3 separate regions of the Zea mays genome follow, and all the other regions are linked to region 3. Evidence: chromatin contacts called from public Hi-C data. All regions are on one chromosome and are shown on one strand. The core of a region is the stretch at or near the end of the contact, and the rest is flanking DNA. Distances in the headings are between cores, read along the strand shown. Region 1 holds the start of LOC100191327. Region 2 holds the start of LOC100193843. Region 3 holds the start of LOC103635410.

Evidence for each region. A called contact is a pair of places that touch in the nucleus more often than the background predicts.
Region 1: a Hi-C map of ear shows a contact between it and region 3, with 6 times the contacts expected there. The contact joins the promoter of LOC100191327 here to the promoter of LOC103635410 in region 3. A contact is called at or near these places in 10 of 25 Hi-C or Micro-C datasets (bundle sheath, ear, endosperm and 2 more) and 1 of 3 datasets of contacts at active chromatin or transcription factors (leaf).
Region 2: a contact with region 3 is called in a Hi-C map of ear, with 2.1 times the contacts expected there. The contact joins the promoter of LOC100193843 here to the promoter of LOC103635410 in region 3. A contact is called at or near these places in 3 of 25 Hi-C or Micro-C datasets (ear, leaf and tassel).

The regions. Positions count from the first base shown.
Region 1 is chr8:77,861,812-77,865,867 of Zm-B73-REFERENCE-NAM-5.0, forward strand. It overlaps LOC100191327, which reads right to left and starts at 2,517. Exons shown (of 1, transcript NM_001136761.1): 1 at 1,327-2,517. The coding sequence starts at 2,391. The coding sequence ends at 1,597.
Region 2 is chr8:78,074,505-78,078,410 of Zm-B73-REFERENCE-NAM-5.0, forward strand. LOC100193843 reads right to left here and starts at 1,437. Exons shown (of 6, transcript NM_001346775.1): 1 at 476-1,437. The coding sequence starts at 1,317. It overlaps LOC103635414 (a long non-coding RNA gene), which reads left to right and starts at 3,267. Exons shown (of 2, transcript XR_557366.4): 1 at 3,267-3,906.
Region 3 is chr8:77,582,962-77,587,422 of Zm-B73-REFERENCE-NAM-5.0, forward strand. It overlaps LOC103635410, which reads left to right and starts at 3,010. Exons shown (of 5, transcript XM_020542416.3): 1 at 3,010-3,311; 2 at 3,405-4,461. The coding sequence starts at 3,463.

The DNA.
Region 1 (4,056 bases), core at 1,267-3,766, 280 kb after region 3:
AGACCAAACTTAGACAGAGACTCTCAATTCTCAAGCTTCAACAGCAATCCAACACACAGTGGAGTAGGGCGTTACGCTCCAGCGGCCCGAACCACTCTAAATCCTCGCGTGTCCATGTGCTTGATGTTCACTTAGCAGTACAGGCAAAACGCTTAAGCCCCTTCCTCATCTTAGGATTTAGGGTGGGTGCACTCCGCCACCCGGCCGGAGAATTCTCTCTCCGACAACTACCTTACCCGAAAGGGGCAAGGGCGGTAGAGGAGTTGCGGTATAGGGAGGTTCTCGGGTCTATCATGCTACGATGGCTTTTCGGACGAGGGATTCCTATATCGCCCTTCTCAGAACCGTAGCGCGTTTTCTGAAGCTAGTGGAACTTTGTAAAGGCCTCGTAGTGCTACCCTGCTTCGTCTCCTCGGTAGAGATGTATGAGATTCATGATCCCGTGGCAAATAGGTAACACGACTTGTGGGTAAAGATGTGTAACCTCTGCAGTGTAAAACTGGTATATCAGTCATGCTCACGGTCATGAACGGCTCGAACATTCACATGATTAAATTATGGAATTAAACTTAATTTATCATATGCATTGCATCATGGGTGTTATTATTAATTTATTTACATGTGATCTCTTATTTATTTGGGTTGGTATCTCCTTATACTTAGTAATTGCTAATAAAATTTTGACCAACTTTAAAAGCAATGCTCAGCTTTAACCATTTCCTTTGATAAGCCTTACACTTCACATGAGCCCCACTGTGAGATCATGCATATTATTTCCACAACTTGTTGAGCGATGAACGTATGTGAGCTCACTGCTCACACTTGCTGTACTCACATCCCCTAGGTCAGGAACAGGTACCACAGGATAAGGAGCATTAAGGATGTCGCGATTCGTTCATGAGAGGTCTAGATCGTTGTCTCCCAGTCAACTATGGCTGTTGGATCGTCGTCTTCGTATAATGTAATTATATAGCTATTTTGTACATAACTCTTATTATATAGTAAAGATGTGACATTCGTTTCTGTATCATGAGTCCATATATGTAAAACTTGATCTTAGCACACATTTGATTCGTGCTCGGGTTTAGCCCAGCACGGGTTTAGCCCTTAAATCAGGATGTGACACTTCTGCTAAGCTATACTGAGAAACCTATACTGAGAAACGACCTCAATCCGACCTACGGATTGAGGGGGCTAGAATCTCTTACTATTTAATTTTAATATTCAATTTTAAATAGTAAGGGATTCTAACCCTAAATTTGTTCAGTTAGAGATAGATTAAGAAAGATTAGGGTAGATTAAACCCATTCTAGTCAAATTTGAATATAAAGAAATTTAATCCTTCCAACCCTCTTCAATCCATCTCTTAATTCTCTCATTCCTTTTCCTTCCAAAGGAGCCGCAAGGGACTCGGACATAGGAAATGGAATGCGATAAGCTCCAGCAGCTAATGGGCCCTACAATCCGGGGCTTCGGGCCTCCATTGAGCCCAAGCAACGGCCCAAAAGGGTGGCGCTGAAACAATTTATTTATCTACCCTTTTCCCCTCATTTTACGGCACGGGAAATGATGGGTGGCGCCTGGCGCGGGCGATGATCACCGGAGCTCGGTGGGCAGCGCCCGTCTCCTGGCGGCCTCCTCCCAGTTGAGCGGCACGCGGCCCTCGCGGTCGCGGCTGAGCCACTCCTGCGCGCCGCCGCGGAGCTTCTCCAGCCGCAGCGCGTCGCTCTGGTGCATGGCGAACACCTTCAGCACGTTGAGCAGCGCTGCCGCCAGCCACAGCACGCTCCCGACCAGGCACAGCCACGCCGGCTCGCCGCCGCTGCGGGGGCGGTTCAGCGCCGCGGCGACCAGGAACAGAAGGCTCCCCAGCAGCTGAGGCACCTGCACGCCCGACTGCAGCAGCTGCGCGCGGCCGTCGGCGCGCTCGTACACCTGGCAGGAGTTGAGCACGGAGCCCAGCACCCACAGCAGCGCCGCGACGAGCAGCATGGTCGCCGCGTGCCGCTGCTGGGACTGGGAGTGGGAGTGGGGGGAGGCCAGCAGCGCCAGGCCGGCGGCGGCGAGCGCGCACCCGGCTGCGTGCACGGCCGGCACGAGGAACTCCACGAGCCCGAGCTGGGCATCGTACCTCGCCAGTCCCACGCGGCAGTCGACGCCAGCCAGGTGCGCGGCGAGGTCGTGTGCGTTGACGGCCGCCACGGCCGCCAGCGCCACGGCGCCTACGGCGAGCCCCAGCCTGGCCGCGGACACGGACATGGACAGCGCCGCCGCCAGGACCAGGAGCAGCGCCGCGAACACGTATGTCCCCGCGTTGATGTACTCCCACCGCCTCGCCGCCAGCGCCGGCCCGTACAGCCGCGCCTCCCTGGCCGTCGCCAGCTTCACCATGGCAGGCCGCCGGACCCCGGATCGATCGATCGCGCGGTGGGCAAAGGCGCTTCTTTTCCCTTTCTTTCTCTCTCTGGCGCTCCGGAACCGGAACGAAGCTAGGAAGCAGTTTCGCGATCGGTGTGTAAGTGTGTTAATGCGGCGCGGCTTGGAGTTGGAGGGAGGCGGCCAGGTGGTGCAGGTGCTCTCGCGTACGTGGCACCGTGCCGTGAGGTCTGCGCCCTGACGACATGCAACAAGCTTGGCACTTTGTGTTGCCAGACGAGCATGTTTGAAGGCACACGCGGACGTGGGCAGTTACATCTGGCAAGCATGCCGTTTGTGCGTCCTTGGCTCGTTGCTAACAAACGGATCAGCATTTGAGGAAGAAAAAAATGGTATCAAGGCCAACAAAAATCATCATTCAAAGCACTACTTATTACTTGCTAAAAAACGTTCTCTATATATTTTCGCTTGAATTAAAGTCAGATGTTCATACTGTTGCAGATATAATCTATAGAGATTTTCTAAATTAATAATTTAGTTAGTTAACATAAAAACTTTTCTCCAGCAGTTCTCTCAATAAATTTTTTAACTTTAACAACTTCTTATCTAAACACATTTACTCTCTACATTTAACAACTTCCTAAACAAAAATGTTGACTGCATTATGTAGGTAATGAAGTTAATTGTTGAAATTTGTGACTTATTCTTTTTTTATTTGGATAGATACAAAACAAAACTACAACATATATTTAAAGAATTATAGAAGAATTCACATTATTTACTCCTAAAGTTATTTAGCAACTTCTTAAATCTATGATTAGAGAGCTAAAATTTACATAACTATTGAACTTGCTAGAAGAGCAACTCTAAGAGCCTCTTTATATTTTTCGTAATCTATATAAATAGACTTTTGTAAAAAAAATACACTCAAACAACTTATCTAAATGGTTATCTATTTCGTGTTTCTCGCTAGCTAAATATAGAAAACGTGAATCTTTCTAAGATATAGAAAGGCTGTTAAAAATTGAAAAGATATAGAAAATGATTTTTATATAAATGACTCTAAATAATAATTTAGAGAGTAAAATTTAAAAAAATAACACACTTGGAGATGCTATCTGTAGTCATCCGCAGACTCTATCTGTAGCTATTGGACGTTTTTTCCCACCCAAGCTTCTATTTCTATCAAACCGTGAAGATATAAAGAGGCTCTAAATTGTTTTAGCTTTTTAATTTACATAGAGTTTATTATGCATCTAGACGTATATTATGTCAAGGTATATAATATTATGTCTAGACGTATACTACCTCGGCTCATAAATACATGACACAATTTATTTATTTTTTTAAACTTTGACTACTCGTATTATTTAAAATACTTATTTAAATATATAAAATATTAAGTCAAACGCAAACTACATGATAAAACATATAATAAATAAATAAATTATAAATTATTATTTTTTAATAAAACTATTGATTAAATTTTTTTTAAAGTCAACAGTGTCATATATTTATGAATGGAGGGGAGTATTTTTCTATTTAGAAACTGCTGACCTGACAAACCGGTGGCAAAGGCGCTCTACAGTTAGCTACTGAGAACGCATAGGTGCACCGTGAACTGATGCCCACGTTCCATTCATGTCTGTGGGTGCCCATCGATCCCTACTCATGAAATCA
Region 2 (3,906 bases), core at 187-2,686, 490 kb after region 3:
CGAGAAAAACTTCCATTTTCGATTGTGCAGTCGTAAACATCAACACCGCCAGGACCGCTGTTCATCGAGTACACAATTATCCCCCGTCGTGGTCAAAGCACAATCGATCATGCAGGAAAGCAGTCCCTATCAGCTGCATTGTGTGATGTTAAGTCCACATTAACCCACTGCAACATACTACTAACTATAAAGACGCAAACTTTCTCATGCATGTTCCTCATGTAATCACAGGAACAGAGCTTTTACTTCCAAGACAAGAAAACAAACGGTAATGATCAGCAACGTAATCTGGTAAACATGGCGCAAGGAACTGAATGAAAAGGAGCAGCATATTGGATTTGCACGCAAGCAAGGCGGATACAAGGATGCGAGGTCCTGTGGGCGCAATTCCATTCGATTCAATTTCCGGTGCAGAAGAGCAGGAGAACAGGCTTACAGGCACCGCAGACAAGACAAGCGAAGGAGAAAATCTCACCTGAGGCATAAGCCGGCGAGGCGGCCGTGCGCGCGGCCGCTGGCCGGATCGAGGCGGACGGCCTCCTCACACTCGCGGAACGCTTCTGCTAGGCGCCCGAGCCCGATGAGCGCGGCGGCGCGGTTGCCGCGGCACGCGGCGCTGTCGGGGCACAGCGCCACGGCACGGTCGTAGTGGCGCAGCGCGTCGGCGTGGCGGCCCTTCTTGTACCACTCGTTCCCCGCGCGAGTAATCTCCTGCAGGCCACCGCTGGTGGCCGGCGGCGCTGGCGCAGGGCAGCTCGCCGGGGACCTCGACCTCGAGGAATTGCTGCCGTGGCCGTGGAGCAGCGGGGCCGCGTCACCGCTGGTCCTCGCGGGAGTCGCTCCCCCGCCGCGGCGCATGATGCTGCCGTGGCCGTAGTGGCCGGTACCGGATCCGAGCACGGCCGGGCGAGCGCGCGGCGGCTGCGTGGCTGCTGCCGCCGCCGCCGCCCCGGCGACGCGGCAGATGTTGCCGGTGGGGAGCGCATTGGTGAGCGGCGAGCTGGCGGTGGTGCTGCTGCTGGCACCGGAGAAAATGAGCGGGCCAGATCCGGCGCGACGGTGGCCAGGCGGGTTGGTGCTCTCCTGCGCCAGCTCGCCCGAGTGGTTCCCCCGGCCTCCCCTCCCCGCGGCCGCATTACCGGGCGCCGGCGACTTGGCGGAGCCGGACGAGGAGGACGAGGTGGAGGGCGTCGCTGCCGGGCGCAGGCGCAGCGGCGAGACCGGCGAGCCAAGATCCGCGAAGACGTCGGCTTTCCGGTCCGGCTTGTCCCTGGCGCCGCCGCCGGCGTCGTGCAGCGTGAGGTCGGCCTCTGCCATCACCGGAGGTCGCGTGGGTGGGTGACGGGCTGACGGCAGCCGACGCGAGCGGCGGCGGCGGGGGCAGTCCCCTCGCCGACAACGCGCTGGCAGAGGCAGGCATACAAGGGAGGGAAGTACACTGCTGGTGAAGGAGTGCGTGTACGTATGTATGTGCGTGCGGTGGTGGGGTCTGCTTTGCTGTTCCTGTGCAGCTGTCCTCTCTTCTCTCACCAACTAAACCAACTATAGATGCTAAGGGGGTGTTTGGGAACAAAGTTTTTCTGCAGTTTTGGAAGAATACTGCAGTATTCTTAAATACTGCAGTATTATATACATAATGGTGTTTGGCAAGCTGGGTAAAATCTCTGTTTTCAAAACTGAAGTATTGCAAATACTATAGTTGTTTTAAGGCATTCTAAACTTAGCTCTGGACCTCAGTTTTCAAAACTGCGGTATTATAAACTACGGTATTGTCATAACTAAAGTATAGTATAGTATTTCAAAAACTGTGGTTTTCAAAAACTTTGTTCCCAAACAGGGCCTAAAGTGTAAATATCATCAGTTATTTTAACCATAACAAAAAATAACTTTATAGGATCACCTATATATACATTGGTGGTTATAGATCACTCGTTGGGTCACTCATATATACAAAGATTAAACATCTATCAAAATGGTATATTATACAAATATCAATTATATCTATCTAAATATCATTACAAAAATTCTAGCATCATTTAACTATTCATTCAACAACACCAAAGATAATTGGATAAAGTAGCAACACTAGGATAGTACTACATAGCACATTACATGTTATGTTACATGATCATCAAATAATCGTTAAGCCATTTATGACGCTATAGCCCAAAATGTTGTTAAATAGTAAAAAAGATGGGTGACTGAAACCAAATTTCACGATTTTGGGCTAAATTTATACTGGGTATTTTATACCCACAAATTAACAGGCAATCAGGCATGGTTGAGGGCATAACGTTCTAATACTCGTTTACCCATTGGGTGGAAGATTTTTGCCTAATAAAAGATCCACAGATAGAATATTTAGTCCATATACATACCCTAATGGAATAAAAACCTATTGGGTATCAGGCTGCGGGTATCCATTGCCATCTCTATCTCTAACCCTGCTAGTGTAGTAGTGTGGTAGTAGTCGAAACAGGAAAAAGTGAGAGGGAAGGGACTGGGGAGTGGTAAAAGGATAAGGTCATAAGGGCCTCTTTGACACGGCACGTAACAAACGGTAAAAAAAACAGTTTTTCGTCGAGAGCCTTTTAAAGAGCTGGAGTTGTTTTTTTGTTGACAGCTAGAGCATTGAAAATGTGGTCTCTATCGGTCCCTTCTACATTTTCCTCATACATTATTCTAAAGAAACACAGGAGAAGTTGTTTTGCGAAACAAATTGCAAAACGGCTTCGACTCCTTCAGAGAAGCCAAATAGTCATAGGAGATAGAGCCGAAACTATTTTCAGAGAAGTCGGAGTCTCGCCAAAGGAGGCCTAACACCGAGTCCAGTAGCTACCACCTGTGAATGTGGAAAGCAGGCCATATCCGTATTGGAAGTCAACACGGATATGTGATGCTAGTTCCACCCGTGTTGGACTGTTCGTAAACCTCCGTTACACGAGGAGGAGAGAGAATGCCTAGGTTTGTGAGTTGTATACCGCAATCACGTTTTTTCGCATTCTCTGCCGCTACTTGTTGGAGTGTTCTACAGTATACTGAGGTCACCTTTTTTTACGCATCCGTTATGCCTTTTCGGTAGCTGCTCGACTCAGTCTAATAACATATCCGATATATATATATATATATATATATATATATATATATATATATATATATATATATATATATATAAAAGTTTGGTTCATATGGTGTGCACATTAAATCATCATCATTTATTTTAGATTTAACATCTCTGGTTGCTCCTCCTTATATTTTGCAAATAACTTTTTCCGCCACTGCACTTCACCACTTTAGATGGTGATATTTGCAAAATATCGTTTTTAGGAGGTTGAATTGGTGAAGATATAACCTCACCATTCTTAGAATGTAGTGTCTACATTCTACTACTAGACTTTGTTGTATGTATGCAGCTGGCAACCAAACCGTAGCTGTTGTATCTGTTCCTTGAATCTTTTGCATTTGCTACTCGTTAACGTAACCAAACCAAACATGTGCTCTGTGTGGCCTGGCATGGCTATCAAGATGCAGCCAGCACTGCATCCATGGACGCGACGCGAGCTAGGCAGGATCCAATACTTAGATCTTGCAGCTCCAGGCTCCAGCTCACAGAGACTGGCAGTGGGCAGTGGGACCACCGCGTGCCGTTGCCGGAGGAAGGAACACCAAGCCAAAGGCGATGGGCCTGCACTGTTTGTCGTCCTTCCTACAACTGATGAGAGTCACCAACCAAACCAAGGAGAAGGAGATGCCGAGCGAGCGTGGGACTGGAATTCGTGCTTGCCAAGCAAGCAACAGGCCTGGGCTGGCCAGAGCGTGCTTGAGTTGAGCTCCACGATCTGGGCCTGCATCTCCACGACCGTCTCCTGAGCTGCTGCCTCACTCAGCTTCGCGGGAGAGCCCGGG
Region 3 (4,461 bases), core at 1,760-4,259:
CGGCTGTAAAGTACCAGCCCCTATCGCTGAAGCTTTTTTCGGCGGCATGACGAAGGTGATGCTTGCCGAAAGTGTTCAAGACTCAAAAAATGGAAGTGAGTTCACCGGAGGTGGGCGCCAATGTTGGGGACTTGCTCTCAAATGCTATGAATCAAGAACAAGGCAACACAAAATGTTAAATGTTAATATCCTTCGTCCTTCGAAGCATTATTTCCCTAAGGATATAATGATTTTCGGACGAAGGTTATGAAGGACATACCTTCATCAGCATAAAATATAATAATGAAGAAGGAATCATATGAAACATAAAGATAACATAAACAGTTGTGTATTATTGTCAACTCATTTCCATTTTATTATGATGGAAAGATAAAAATGATATCAAATTATAAGTGTACCTTCAGCTCGTGAGAAGGTAAAAGCACAAGTGTGACGCAAAAGCCAATGCCAAATCAGCGTGAACAATACGGGGATACTGTTCACCTATTTATAGGCATGGGTCGCAGCCCACGCAAAATTACATTAATGCCCTTTACATTTATCAATAACTCTATAATAATTCTTCGAGGTCTAATCTGGTTTTTCATCTTTAAGTCGGTTTCCTTTTCCGCCGCTATTCCGAAGCTCTTCTACACACAGCTTCGGCTCTGCGCCAACCTTCGTGTTCTTTGTGCTTCTTCGTACCGTGGCTCTGATCCGAGTCCGAAGATACCTGTTAATGTACTTTACTCCAGAAAACATTGTTAAATCATGTTTTTGAGGACCTTCGGAAGCCGAAGACCCCCAACATTTACTTTTAGAACTAGTTTGAGAGTAAAGAAATTGGAGGGGCTAAAATCCATCTACTAAATTGGGTAGCAGAAAGATTTTAGCTCCTCTAGTATCCTTGCTCCTGAGACTAGTCCTTAGACTGTCTTCAATCGTCTCCTCTAAATTTCTCTCCCTATACTTCACTATCCCGCTACGTCAGCTATCTCTCTTCCCCTATATCTCCACCATGTACAGCGGTTCCCCCTAAATCCTTCCCCTATACCCCACTATAATCATAAAATATCATTTTTCATACCTATTTACCATCTATTATCATTTTTTCTCAACTAAAAAACACTGCCGCACACGTAAACCGAGGACAGGGGGCTCACTGCCGCACCCCCATACTTGTTGTCTTCCTGTAGCCTCCACTAAAACTGTAGTGTGTAGAGGAGTTCAAAGTGGGCACCGTTGTAGGGATTTCAACCCCCTAAACGCTACAGGGGTAGGGGATGGGGAGGTCGGCAGGAACCGTTGAAAGCAGTCTTAGAGTTGATACATTCAACTGCAACTGCTTTTTTTTCTCATGAAAAAATGCACTTTTCACCAAATACATGCATGCATATATAAAATTGAAGTCCATAAGACTATAAGTGCAGAGAACCACAAATACACAATATAATAGTCTACAATAGTATAGTCCGAATACAATAACCCTCACACTCATGCACCATATTTATTTTTATAACATGAGTCATCATATGTGCGATACTTGATCCTATCACACATTTAATTCATGTCCGGATTTATCCGGGTGTGACAACACTCATGTATCATATTATCTATGGTTCGCAAAACAAGGTTTATCGAGATATATAAAGCAGCCGCCCGAATAAGTATTTCTTCAATAGATTTCCAGCTTTATCTTATTATATGACGTAAACATTAATATTTTTATATTTAATTAAAATTAGAAATATTTGCTACGTCGAAAAGTAAGGGTAGCATTTTTTATATTTCTATATAAGATGTGTTGGGACCATGCTTCGTCGCCGAAGGTCCTGCAAAAAGAAACAGCTTCAGCTGAAGCTGCTTGAACATGATGCCGAAGATACCGTTCACGAAGCTTCGGAACTACAGCATATCCGAAGACGAAGGATCGAACCGACTTAAAGATAAAATGACCTTTTAGCCTTCAATGGTCTGAGTCATTGTTGTAAAGTTTTATGAGGGGCATAATTGTAATTCTTCATGAGCTGTGTCCTGTGCCTATAAATAGTGAACAATATTCCTTTACTGTTCACGCATTCCTGTAATTGCTAACGCATCACTCGAAAATTATTGCTTGTCAAGGCAAAGATATAAATGTGCCTAATAGTTGTGTTCAAATATCTAAAATTCATATAATAATATACGTGAATGATGTTATTTATTTTCGATGTATTAATCTATAATGTTTCATGTTTTACCTTAATTTGTATTAACTCTGTAAGTTTAATTACGAAGGTGAAACCTTCGTAATATTATGTTTGTGACCTTCGTCCGAAGCTCATTTGATCTTCGTGGAGATAATGCTTCGACGGACGAAGGACATTGATATTTAACATTTTGTGTTGTCTTGTTCTTAATTCATAGCATTTGAGAGTAAGTCCCCAACAAAATGCAATGAGTGTAGTAGGTGTGAGCGAGCGAGCGAGGTATATGCACACACGCGCACGTGGATCGCATGCTGCTTGCGCGTAGCTAGCCTAGCCCTTCTGGGACACGGATTATTACTACTCGATCCATGCATTTCTCACTCACTCTCTTTTAAGTTACTAGCCAGTGTGTTAATTAATTATTAGTCAGCGTTGACGACTAAAATGTCGTGTTCGTCTCGCTGTGGATGCACGTTAGCGTACCAGACATATCGACCGGCCGGCATGCATGCATGGAATAGTCGTCGATCTGACAATAATCTTCACCTCCTATTTATTCTTGTAATTAAACAAGTAGAGCATGCCACATGCATGCTTCCTCTGCCATGCACGCATATGTCGTCGACGGATTATGATGAACTGCCAGTAGTTTGGGCAAATGCTAATTAAGAAGACGGAATCATTTAAAAAAGTGATGACGAGATCATGTGCTACAGAGATTAAAACCACAACTTCGTACTGAGTGATGAGTAGTGCGGCGCCGGCGCCAAATTTTGCAAGACAGTGAGAGTCAGTGCACATGCACCTCTCACATCACATCCAATAATTAAACTTGCGCTGGCATTTTTACAAAGCAGAGTCCTTTTTAGTCAATTCCAGATCAGACCAGCTGTCCACACGGCCCCGCACGTCGGCGGTCCAGCCAGGTCACGACGCCCAGTCCCCAACCAACCCCAACAGAAGCCCGCTGCGCTGCCCACCGCTCTTCCACTCCCTCGCCACCCTGCGCCAATGCCGGACCCGACGAGCCGCCGCCACTGCGGACGCGGGGGACCATAGCGCCGAACGGGACGCGCTGCTGCGTCGCCCCCTCCCCGCGCCTCACGTCTGCACTGGCCGGCCACGCCAGCTAATCAAGTCCAGGTAAACCGCCGCCGCCGCGCGCCACCACCGTGACGGCTCCTCTCCCTCCATTTTTTTTCCTCTCCGAGTAGTCTGATCCACCCTGTTATACAGGAGTACCATTTCCTCTTCCGGCCACGGTGGGTTCTCCGTTTCAACGGACCTCCGGTTCATGGCGAGCGAGGCGAAGGAGATGAAGTACAGGAGGAGGGGCAGGGTTCCCGGGCCGCCGGAGCACGGGCAACGCAGCGACCGGAGCGGCGCGCTGGACTGGGCCGCGCTCAAGCACGACCCCGCGGAGCTGCTCCGGAAGCTCGACGAGGTACGGGACCAGATCACCCGCTCCTGCGAGCTCATGGGGCCGCCGCCGCCGGACCGCCACCGCGCGATGAGCCGCCGCACGGTCTCGCTGCGCCCCTCGTACGCCGAGCCGCCGCACGCGGCAGGCCGGGCCCCCGACCACTACCGCTCGCGCTACGCCGACCGCAACAGGACTAGCTTGCCGCCGAGCTCGTATGACCACCGGTCGCAGCGCTCCGTACCCGACGACGAGGCGTACTCCAGGCAGCCGTTCCGGCAGCAGTACTACCATGAGAGGCAGCGGGAGAGCCACGGCTTTGGCCACGGGAGGCGCCACCATAGCTCCTGCCAGTGCGCGCACTGCCTCCAGAGCCAGCGGGCGCCGGTGGTGGCGCCGCCGAAGGACCACGTCCCGATGGCCAGGTACTTCGCGGGTCAGGGGTCCTTTCGGTTCGATAGATCCCAGCCAATCTCGTCGGAGCTTGACCGGAGGTCTGTGGCTTCGTCTCTCTACTCGCACCTTTCCGTGTCCAAGAGGAGGGTGGAGTATTTCAGGAAAAAGGCTGAGAAGTTCTGCCGGCCGACGAGGGGCGCCGCGCCTTTTCTCGTGTGCACCTCCTGTTCCCATCTCCTGCAGCTGCCGCAGGGGAAGTTCGCAGGCCGGAAGAAGGATCAGGTCCAGTGCGGTTCTTGTTCAGAGATCATTGCTTTGGAGCCTAAGCAAGTGAAAGTTCATCCGGTGATCACGCCACCGTCTTTCCCAGTATCAAAAGGTGTCAGAAGTAAAGGTTCCAGTCACCGGGACACCAAGAGTTCCGGGTGGTATCAACATCAGGATGATGACAACTTCAATTTCTATAAGCCGCAAGCA